Linked DNA regions of Triticum aestivum: region 1 is linked to region 2. Evidence: chromatin contacts called from public Hi-C data. All regions are on one chromosome and are shown on one strand. Each heading gives the region's core, a stretch centred on a gene start, on an enhancer-like site or on the middle of the called end of the contact. The rest is flanking DNA. Distances are from core to core; before and after follow the strand shown.

Evidence for each region. A called contact is a pair of places that touch in the nucleus more often than the background predicts.
Region 1: a Hi-C map of leaf shows a contact between it and region 2, with 3 times the contacts expected there. The contact joins the promoter of LOC123079747 here to the promoter of LOC123079746 in region 2. A contact is called at or near these places in 3 of 5 Hi-C or Micro-C datasets (all in leaf).

What each region holds. Positions count from the first base shown.
Region 1 is chr3D:469,923,883-469,928,853 of IWGSC CS RefSeq v2.1, reverse strand. LOC123079747 (probable mannose-1-phosphate guanylyltransferase 3) reads right to left here and starts at 3,720. Exons shown (of 5, transcript XM_044502546.1): 1 at 3,513-3,720; 2 at 3,236-3,381; 3 at 2,744-2,806; 4 at 2,412-2,651; 5 at 1,386-2,339. The coding sequence starts at 3,346. The coding sequence ends at 1,668. LOC123079748 (CASP-like protein 5B1) reads left to right here. Exons shown (of 2, transcript XM_044502547.1): 2 at 68-449. The coding sequence ends at 268.
Region 2 is chr3D:469,750,307-469,756,077 of IWGSC CS RefSeq v2.1, reverse strand. It overlaps LOC123079746 (transcription initiation factor TFIID subunit 12b), which reads left to right and starts at 2,561. Exons shown (of 8, transcript XR_006438104.1): 1 at 2,561-3,198; 2 at 4,019-4,228; 3 at 4,693-5,193; 4 at 5,486-5,560; 5 at 5,687-5,765.

The sequences.
Region 1 (4,971 bases), core at 2,471-4,970, 170 kb before region 2:
TATGCCTCTGATATTTCAACTAGATATTCCTTCTGAAGTACTGAGGCGATCATTCTCTATGATGCAGGTGACGTCGATCCTGTCATTCGCCGCTTCATGCTCAGCAGGAGGCGTCGTTGTTCTCTTCGACAAGGATGCGTACTTCTGCAGCAGGGACCCGCATCTCCCGTGTGGGACATTTGAGCTCGCGACCGCGTTTGCATTCCTTTCCTGGGCGCTTAGTGCCACATCTGCCCTTGTGATGTTTTGGCTCCTCGCTTCATCTTGATTAGATTTGTAGGAGCTCTGTCTGTACCTAGCGTTGTTTGGTCCTGTCTGGTTATATACCAACTGATGTTTCAAGCAGACTACATAGCAATAGACTGCTAATTCCAGAGAATAGATGGGCAATGGTGGCAAGTTCCATGAAGTCTTAAATATCAGAGTCATGCTTCAGTGTTTCGGGCCAATGATAACTTGGTTCCTGGTAGGGAGTCTTGCTGTTGATTAACTCATTTTGCCCAGTTAATATGGCACACCGGACACTCGTCAAAAATAGAAAAATCGACGCTGGACCATATCACAAAAAGTTGCATATACGGATGCTGTGCTACTACGTTAATTTAATCCAAACAGAAATGGTGGCTTGGCAATGGGCGAGCACAACGATTGTGTGAGACAAAACTATCTACCTATTGTCAGGCATTACAAAGGTCTCTAGGTAAAAGCATACTGATATCCAACAGCTCTTATCTCAAGAATCCGTAGACAATGACTTGCAACCGAAACTCTGAAAGTGATATAATTTCAGTTCTCACCAGTCAGCCAAATCTCAGATCTTCCTGGCAATTATAGCGAGTATGCATTTGTGTGCATTTTACAAAAAATGAAAGCGACCTGCACAAATTTACACAGCCGCATTCCATATTAACGCTCTCGTGGCCAAGCCTAACCCTTTCTCAGTGGTCTAACTTATATGGAGGAAAATCTGACCAGTCCCGTCCACAGAATCACAAGAGGCACACAGAAGGACAAGTAGCATGGCCTAGAGCGGTTTACATCTTCTCATCTTCGTGTCTGCTATTGCAGAAGTAAGCCACTTCGATTTGTTTGATGGAGATGCCTGCACAAGAACATTCGTATCCACAGCCCATCCAGTCTTTGGTCATAAGAAAATTGACAGATGAAGTGACAAAAGTGCAAAAGAATCCCAGCACAACAGGATGAGCAAACTAGCGTTCGATACTCATCCAGCTGCTGTACCCATGGCAGTAACTGATTTTTCAGCGGCAGAATCGAGCAATACCCCATCGACCACGTTTGCAGCCTACGCAAAACTTTCAGAAACCGAGTTTCAGAATGCTGTTCATATCCTTTTGCTGCAAGGCTAATAGCACATACCATACTATCAGAATCAGGACCTTCATACTCATCAAATTTCACCTTCAAAGGCATTGTTCTTATTTATTCTTTCTGTGTCGGAGAAAATAAAGTAAACAGGCTGATATCCCCACAACGCTATACTAAAGCTGGAAGTGGATCTTCATGGGAAACAACACTGGAAATGACTAATGCACATACATTCTCATCAGTTTAACAAGTCTCACAAGTTCCACATATATTAAGCTGTTTACAGTATGCACTAGAACGCACAACATCGTTCCTAAAAGCACTTGTGAGCGGTGAGCTCACATGACGATCTCAGGCTTCAGGATGCTTGACTTGATCTCTTTGTGCGGGAGAACAACACCGCCATTGCTGTAGACCTCGTCACCTACATGTACATCTTCTCCCAGGATCGTCATATTCTCTATGCGTGCCCATTGTCCGACCGTCGAATGCCAGCCGATAATGCTGTTTGAGATGCACGCATGCTTCTTAATGCGCACACCACGCATCACCGTGCATCGGGAGAGCCTCACACCATCCTCCACGACGCATCCAGGTCCAATAGCGACATCAGGACCAATCAGGCAACCCTCCCCAATCTTGGCGCTGTCGTGCACCAGGACATTCCCCACAATATGTGCTCCGGCGGCCAGCTTGGCAGCTGACTTCTTCCTGAGTGAATCTAGATAAAGACGCAAGCCAGTAATGTAGTCCCTTGGCTGGCCAATATCCATCCAAAAACCTGGAAGAACCATGGCGTAGAGCTTCTGATCAGCAGCAATTCGCGGAAAGACCTCTTTCTCGATTGAAGTTGGCTTTAACTCGATGCGGTCCAGGACAGACGGATTTAACAGGTAAATTCCAGCATTGATCTTGTTGCCTACAAATATTTTTGGCTTCTCTACAAATCTTTCCACAACTCCAGTTGTGTCCTCCATAACCACAACTCCATATTTCGAAGGTTCATCCACCTATATTTAAGGGGCAGTCAGCATACATACATGAGTTGATTACAAAAGAGAGTGGTAAAAATAAGGAGTTACCTTAGTGACCATAATTGTTGCCTCACCGCCATGGCTCTTGTGAAACTGTATGAGCTCGGCAAATGGGTATTCACTTATGACATCACTGTTGAGGACAAAGAACGGCTCACCAGATCCATCCACGAGCTTGTCCCTTGCCAGGGCAAGAGGGCCAGCAGTTCCCAAGGGTTCAGTCTCTTGGGAGCATGTGATTGTGATGCCAAGCTTATCCTCAAAATCCTTCAAGAAATTAATCATGACCTGAAATAGATAAAGCACAACAGTCGGACTCCGAAGTTAAATACAAATAACTCCATGAAAGAACAGCAAAGACAAATTATCTCGTGTTTTACCTCTGGGCGGTAGTTGATGGCTAAAATAACCTCTGTAACACCGACATCTTTCAAGGCTTCAATCTGCACAAATTGGCAGGTTTTAATCAATAAAATTTCCTTTCCTCGACTTTGCACAAATTGTTCTGCATTTGTGACAAAAAGAGAAGAAGGGGAAATCCTGATGGTGACACACAAAGTTTTTTCCCAGGCACGCGCACACAGCAATTTTGCAACCACCTAAGCTAGCAAGGGAATTGATTAACGTTTGCAGGGCGAAAGATTTCTTAGCTCCCATCAGAACTCTGAACTGAACACATTGAAATGCTACTAATGGCAATTGGCTATAAAAGTTAAAGCATCATCTACATGACTACTAAGGGTTTGAAGTTTAGCTATTGTTGTTGCGGTAAGGCGAATGATGCGCAACAGCAGTAGGATTAACTCGCACACAACTCACTGACTCACAGCACCATACTACACAATCTCTATCAAGCGCAGCCGTCTGTCTACCTGGTGCAGAATCATGGGCTTGTTGGCGAAATCGACGAGGGGCTTGGGGAAGCTGAGCGTGAGAGGCCGGAGGCGGGTCCCGAAGCCCCCGACGAGGATGAGCGCCTTCATGGCGAGGCGTCCCCCTTCTTCCTCCCCTCTGATCCCTGCAGGCCAGGCGCCGTAAACAGGATTAAAATCACACTCACAGTGGCACCGATCTGCGGGGAGCCAGATCAACCCGGAACCGACTGGGAGGGGAGGGGATTGGAGGAGAATCTGAGGGAGGGGGGATCACCTGGATGAGGAGGAGCCGACGGGGTCAGATTCGGAAGCAGCGCCGAGCGAGCTTGTTTTGGCCGGTCGGTCGCCTGTTTCTTGCCCCCTCGCCAAGACCGGGAAGAGAATATGCCAGTGGTACCCCGGGTACCAGACTGCCAAGGTGAAGGGCTCGGGGGCTTGGGTTGGCACGGGGAAATACCAGCGTCAGGGTCGCCTTTATATAGGGAAATCCGTCGCAATAGACCACGAGAGATTAAGGATCGGATCATATCAACATAAAAGGATCATAAAAAATAAATAAGCTCGCGCTCACTTTTTTTTTACATGGTAATATGTGTCTCGTTCATATCATAAAGATCAAAAGTACAAGTCACGTAAAGACCGACATAACAAAACTGAAAAGATAGCATAACATCTCTGAGCTTGACACCACGCCCGTCACCTGCCTCCGACACAATCACAACAGTCATCGAAGAAAAAAATGACGAATCACCTCCTCACCCGAACTCGACGCACCCTCTTGCACACACACCACTCCCCTCCATCCAAATATATATAAGACCTAATACAGTAGAAGTACATTTTTGTTCAAAAAAAAAAGCACAGTACATTTTTTAAGGATGTCTTGACCAATGATAAGATTAAATAATATTACCTTCATATCAAAATGTAAGACGTTTTTTAGGCTAGTAAATGAGATTAAATAATATTTTGGTATGGAGATAGTATATGAGATGTATAACATAAACAAAATTATATCATCGGGAACAAATTTGACGGTAACGTAAACATCATACAGTGTTGGTCTAACCGATGGCTAAACGCAACCTTAAAAAATGTATTAGACCCTATATATTTAGGTAGAGGCAGTATCATCCAACGCCTCTTTTCCGTGCTCCATTGTGACGTCATTTTTTAGCTTATGTCTATGTGCGTTATGACAAGATTTATGTCTATGTGATACACAATAAATGTGGAGAGGATAAAATCATATCTTATCTGCATATGGTCCCTACGTCACCCATAAAATGATCTTGTAAAATCTGTTGCGGAAATATAAGCATATACAAAAGAGAAAAACAGTGCAATCCTCGACATTTAATAGAGTTGATGTATGGGATACACAATCTATTTCTCCATGATGAATATAGCCATGATTTCAAACCAGAAGATAAATTTGTTGTAGTGTATGTACACATCCATATTAAAATTTAAAAATACACAAAAATGTTTAATTTGAAGAACATCCAATTTGAGGGGCGATAATTCATGTCGTGCGCGATATCAAGAGAAATTGAACATGGAATGCAGGAGGATACACAAAATTTATAGATTAAAGGAAGAGGGGCAATTGGTTGACTAGTTGAGTTGTTGGGTTTGTCTCAGTGGGTTCACCTCGCTTGTTGGGGAGGACCACCCTCCCCCCCTCCCACCCACCGAACAATTCGTTCGCATGGGCAGCTACCAACGATCAT
Region 2 (5,771 bases), core at 1,312-3,811:
CACAGCAAAGCGCACTTTCACTTCTAGTAAGAGTACTAAGAGCATTACTAGTAGAGCCCTCAAACCCTCAAACCCCTAAAAATAACCGTTTTTTTACAGTTTTCGCTGAAAAAACGCCGTAGACTAGAACCTCTAAACCCTCAAACCCGTAAAAAAAATTAAAGGTCCAACCCTCAAACCACTTTGCAACCTGAAGAAGTAGGGGTTGAGAGGAAAATCTCCCCCAACCCGCACTTCTCCTCCTCTCTCGCGCGGGAGCCAACTGCCTCCTCCTCCCGGCCTCCTCCTCCCGCCGCCTCCCGCCGCCTCCTGCCGCGCCGGCCATGGAGGGCCCCGCCGCCGCGGCACCCCCGCCCGCCACGCCCGCCCCACCCGCCTCGCCCACCCCGGCGCCCGCCCCCGCCCCCGCCCACCCGACTGTGGCCGACGTGGTGGCGGCGACCCACGTCGGGGCCAAGCGGCGGCGGGCGGGCCTCGCACCTCCTCCTGCCGCCTCCCTGGCTCCCGCCCCGGCCACCGTCACCGCCCCGGCGCCCGCCCCGGCCACCAAGAAGAGCCGGCCGAAGGCGGCCTCTCATGGGCCGCGAGGGGCGGCCTCCAAGGTCGCCGGCTCGTCCCCGGCCGTGACCAAGCCGCGGAAGAAGCCCGCGCAGCGGAACAAGCCCGCGGCCCCGCCCGCCGCCGTCGCCGAACCTCCTCCCGCCGCGCACGAGGTGTTCGAGGAAATGGCAACCCCATCCTCGTTCATGGACCTCCTCCAAAACGCGGAGGTGGACCTCGGAGCTCCGCCCCTAGACCCCTTTAGGGTTGGTGACGACTTGGAGGAAAAGGAGGAAGATGAGGAGGATGAAGGGGATGACGAGGAGGAGGTGGCCGAGATAGGGGAGGAGGCATTCACCGCCGCTTCCCGCCCACACGCGCGGTCGACAAACTACACCGAGCCGGAAGATGTCCTCTTGGTTCGTGCTTGGGCGGCTGTGGGAATGGATGCAACCACCGGCACCGATCAAACCGGTAAACGGTATTGGCAAAGGATCGAGGACGTCTATTGTAGGATCAAGCCGAAGAATAGTGGGTTCATCCATCGCACTTTCCGGTCGCTTCAAGGCCGGTGGGAGTTGATCAAGCCCGCTTGTGCTCGTTGGAGTGCGGCCATGGACCAAGTGAGGGATGCACCACCTAGTGGAACCGTGGAGAGCGACTATGTGAGTACATATTTCTTCACTATTTTGATTATGTGTGTGCACTATGCTATCGGTGGGTTCTTATGTGATTTATGTGTGGTTGATAGGAGACAATTGCCGGCATGAGGTACAAGGAGATGGCCGCTTCCAAGGGCAAGCCATTCCCATTTAAGCATGTTTGGTCAATTCTTCAAACCTTTGACAAGTGGAAGTTGAGGGATCAAGAGACCGCACCCAAGAAGTCGGGAATGCTAAGGATGGATGATAGTGAAGATGAGGAGGAGAGGAACTTGGGCAAGCCCGAGGGAACCAAGAAGGGCAAGCTAAGGGTGAAGATGGAAGAAGAGGCGTCAAGCCTAAGGGAGAAGATGGACCACATGATGAAGGCAAGAGAGGAATTGACAACGAAGACATTGGAGACGAAACTTCTTATCACCGAGAAGAAGAAAGAGGTCAAGCTTGCACAAGTTGAAGCAAAGCGTGAAGAAGCAAAGCGCACGGCCGAGTTGGAGGAGAGGATGATCAAGCTCAAAGAGGCAAAGGTATGGAAAGAACTCATGGTGGAAGAGAAAGAGCACATTATGATGTCCAAGAAGGACATGGATCAAGACCAATTGCAATGGTGGAAGGACACCAAGGAGGACATCGCAGAGAGGAAGAGGATGTTCCGTGTTGCGTCCTCTACTTTTTGAGGTGACACTCCGATGAGTAGTTGTGGTGATGGCGGTGTGTACGACTCCACCGGTGCCGATGGAGATGCTTGATGGAGCCCGCTTGTGGTCTAGGAGATGGCGCCGAGGTGCAACTTTTTGGTGATGGTGCCGATGAGAGGAGGAAGATGATGATTTTGTAATGTAAACTATTAAACCATGCATCAATGATTGTCATTTGGTAGTTTGTTTGGAAGTTGATTGTGTTCTTGTTGTCATAAATTATGAGATGTCAAATGATAGATTTAAAGGTTGGGGTCGAGGCAAAGACTAGAACCCTCAAATCTAATCCTTAAAGCAGTTTAAGGGTTAAGTTTAAGGGTTCTAGTATTTGCCCCTGTTTTTCAACCCTTAAAAGTGTTAAAAAGTGGCACTTCTCAACTCTTAAAACTGCTTTAAAGATTTGAGGGTTTGAGAGTTCTACTAGTAATGCTCTAAGCAGCAAGTGTGGTAAGCCATTTCACCGAAACATAAACAGAAAGGGTATACACGCACGCTTGCTTTCTCGAAAAATAACTAAAGGTACACCACCAAGGAAGACGGTGAGCGTCTATGGATTTGCGTGTCATGCGTATGGCTGGTGCTCTGAAAGGAAAAACGATCGCGTGGGCCAACCTGTCAGTGACCCAAATACTTTCTGACTCGATCAGGAAAAGACTACGCGCACACGTCAAACTGTCCCACACGACCGGCACCTACTCCCCGGCCCTCCACGCGACCGTCCACCCCGCGTCGTCTCCGGCCACCGCCGCCCGCGGAAACCCTACACCCCGCCCGCCATGGCGGATCCGCCGTCCGTGGCCGCCATCGCCTCGCCGCAGCCCGACCAGCTCGGCGGCTCAGCCTCCGCCCCGCAAAACTCCAACCCTAACTCCCTCCTGTCCCCCCAAATCCCGCCCTCCCCCACCGTCTCCGACCTCTCCGTCATCTCCTCCCCGCAGCTCGATCCAGCCGCGGCAGCTGCGGGCGGAGGGTCCGCGGACTTCCCGCCTCGTCCGCAGCAGTTGCAGGCGCCTTCGCCCACGCAGGCAGTGGCCGGCGCCGGAGGCTACGGCCAGATCCAGCGCTCGGGTTCGGCTTCCCGCCTCGCCGCTGTCAGCCAGCTTCCACAATACTCCGCGGCAACGGCCAGGATGTACGGAGGGCAGATGAGCTTCTCAGGTGGCGGAGCGCAGCTGGGGCAGCAGCAGCAGCTGGCGGCCCGCGCTGCAATGCTTGGTCAGGGGCAGCTGGGGATGATGCAAGGGCAGGGCAGCGCGGCTTCTGCTGCACACTACGGGCTCCAGTCACAAATGATGGCACAGGTGAAGTTGGGGTTTGGGGCATAATTGATCTGAATATCACACATTAGCCTTATCATGCATAAATGCCACTTTTAACAAGAGGGAAAACTACGCCTTTAATTATAAATCATTTTTTCTCGGAAGATCACGATTAATTGTGGTTAGCCATTGCTTGTTTTCTTATCGCTGCATTTGTGTTTGTGTAACATTCATACATGGAGGCAGTTTTTTATCATCTTATAGGTAATCCATCCAAATGTCTGGATAAAATTAAATGTGCAAGAATAGGATTGAAAATCATATAGCTATTTACGTGTGATGTGAGTCTGGTTAAAACTTTTTAGTGTACTCGTCGGCATCTGCCTCCAAAAATACCACGATGCACAACCATGTTGTATTTGATAAATAGATAGCATATTATAATAGAAACTAATAATCAAAGTTGTATTTTGAAGATTGTATCGGTGTCCAGATGGGGTAAAAATAAATGGTTCATGGATCCGGAATTTTGAATTCGTTTAAAGTCATTTGTTGCTCCCATGGCATGGAGAGAGGGAAGGATGTCACCTATTGGGTGCGATGGTGCATTGCAAATTAAATAAAAGTGAACATCTCGTTTACACCTAGAATCTCCTGGCAACTCATTCGAATAGTAAATGTTGGTCGTTATGTTTGTAAGAATTCAAGACTAGATGCTCATAAATAAATAAAGACCAAATTTCTAGCCCCAGAGTAAGGTCTTCCATTTTTTAACACTAGTATTTTGTAACTCTTGTCTTTGCTGTCTACCTGCAGCTGGTTATAAGCCTTGCAGTGTAACTAACCTTTCCTGTTACTGCAGCCAAGGCAAAAAGGCATGGTACAAGGTGCACAATTTAATACTGCCAACGCAGCTCAAGCGTTGCAAGGGATGCAATCCATGGGAGTCATGGGTACTTTGGGGATGAACCAGATGAGACCAAATGGAACTATTCCATATGCTCAACAACGCTTTGCCCAGGCCCAAATGAGGCCGCAGCAAGCGTCGCAGCAAGCTGCACTATCTCCGCAGGTACCTCTAATGACTTTTGATCTGTATAAGCGAAAGTAATTATCTTGGGTTCCCTTGCATTCTTTTCTCAAGTATGTTGGGTGTAATATCTGTCCATGGCCTCGTGGTGGTTCTAGTGTTTGGATGCTATGATTAAGCAAAAGGTTCTTGGAAGATCGTCCGAGGCAATAACCAATATCTCTGCCGCATTTTATTCAGTGTTACGGGGCAATATGAAATTCTTATGGCACAAGGAATGAACCAAACAGAAGTTGAGATATTGTGTGTGCTTACTCATGTTTTTTTGTGCTCCATGTTACACGAGTATGAGTTCTCATAGCCAGGGTTTATCTCATCTGCTATCCACATGTTGCATGCTGCCATAGTCACTTGTTTGTCTCGGTTTTGCAAAGGCTTTCATGTTTTGCGGTAGTTTCTTTTTGCCAAGGACCACAACCTAAATTTGATATCGGTCCATTTATCAGAAGGGAGTTGCTCAAGGCTTGTCGAGAACAGCATCGATCACAGGATTAAACTCACAACTGCCTGGAGTGTCACAGAATGGGCAGATGATGCAAATGTCACCTTCGCAACAACAGCAGCAGTGGTTGAAGCAAATGCAATCATCTTTGGCCTCGCCATCTCAACATCAAATTCAGCAGCAGCAAAGGATGCTATTGATGCAACAACTTCAGAAAGGACTGACTCCACACCAGATTGCACAAGCCCAACAACAGCATTCACCGCATCTCAATGCCCAGCAGTTGTTGCAACAGCAGCACATTATGCAGCAGCTTCAGCAGCAGCAACAGCAACAATCTCCAAGGATGTCAGCATCTGGCTCCCAGAAGTCTGCAAACTTGACAGGATCGCAGCCGGGCACGCCTTTGTCAGGGGGGACTATGGCTGGTGGAAGTGGAAGTCAAGGAGCAGAAGGAACTAACCAACTTCTTGGGAAGAGAAAAATACAAGACTTGGTTGCACAGGTAATTAACGGCTTCGCCTTTTCTGGGAACATGCATTTTAACTTATACTCCCTCCGTTCCAAAATAGATGACCCAACTTTGTACTAAAGTTAGTACAAAGTTGAGTCATCTATTTTGGAACGATAGATGACCCAACTTTGTACTAAAGTTAGTACAAAGTTGAGTCATCTATTTTGGAACGGAGGGAGTATATCGTTGGCGAGATGTGATTAATGTTTTCAGGAAAAATGCATGTTCAGTTTGTGGCTGACTGTACTCTGGTCCGTATTTGAATTTGAAATCCTTATTTCAGGTGGATCCCCTCGGCAAACTTGATCCAGAAGTGGAAGATTTGGTTTTAGAGATTGCTGATGACTTCATTGAATCGGTATTGTTCATTCTTTGTAGATCGTCCCGTATTTGATTCAGAGTTATAGTAGTGTTTTCTTCTGGTTTTGGTCATAATTATCTGCTGGAGAATCTTGTGATTTGCCTGACTTGGGTTTGTCACTAGGTGACTGCATTTGCGTGTACCCTGGCAAAGCACAGGAAGTCATCCGTTCTGGAAGCCAAGGATGTGTTGCTGCACTTACGTATGC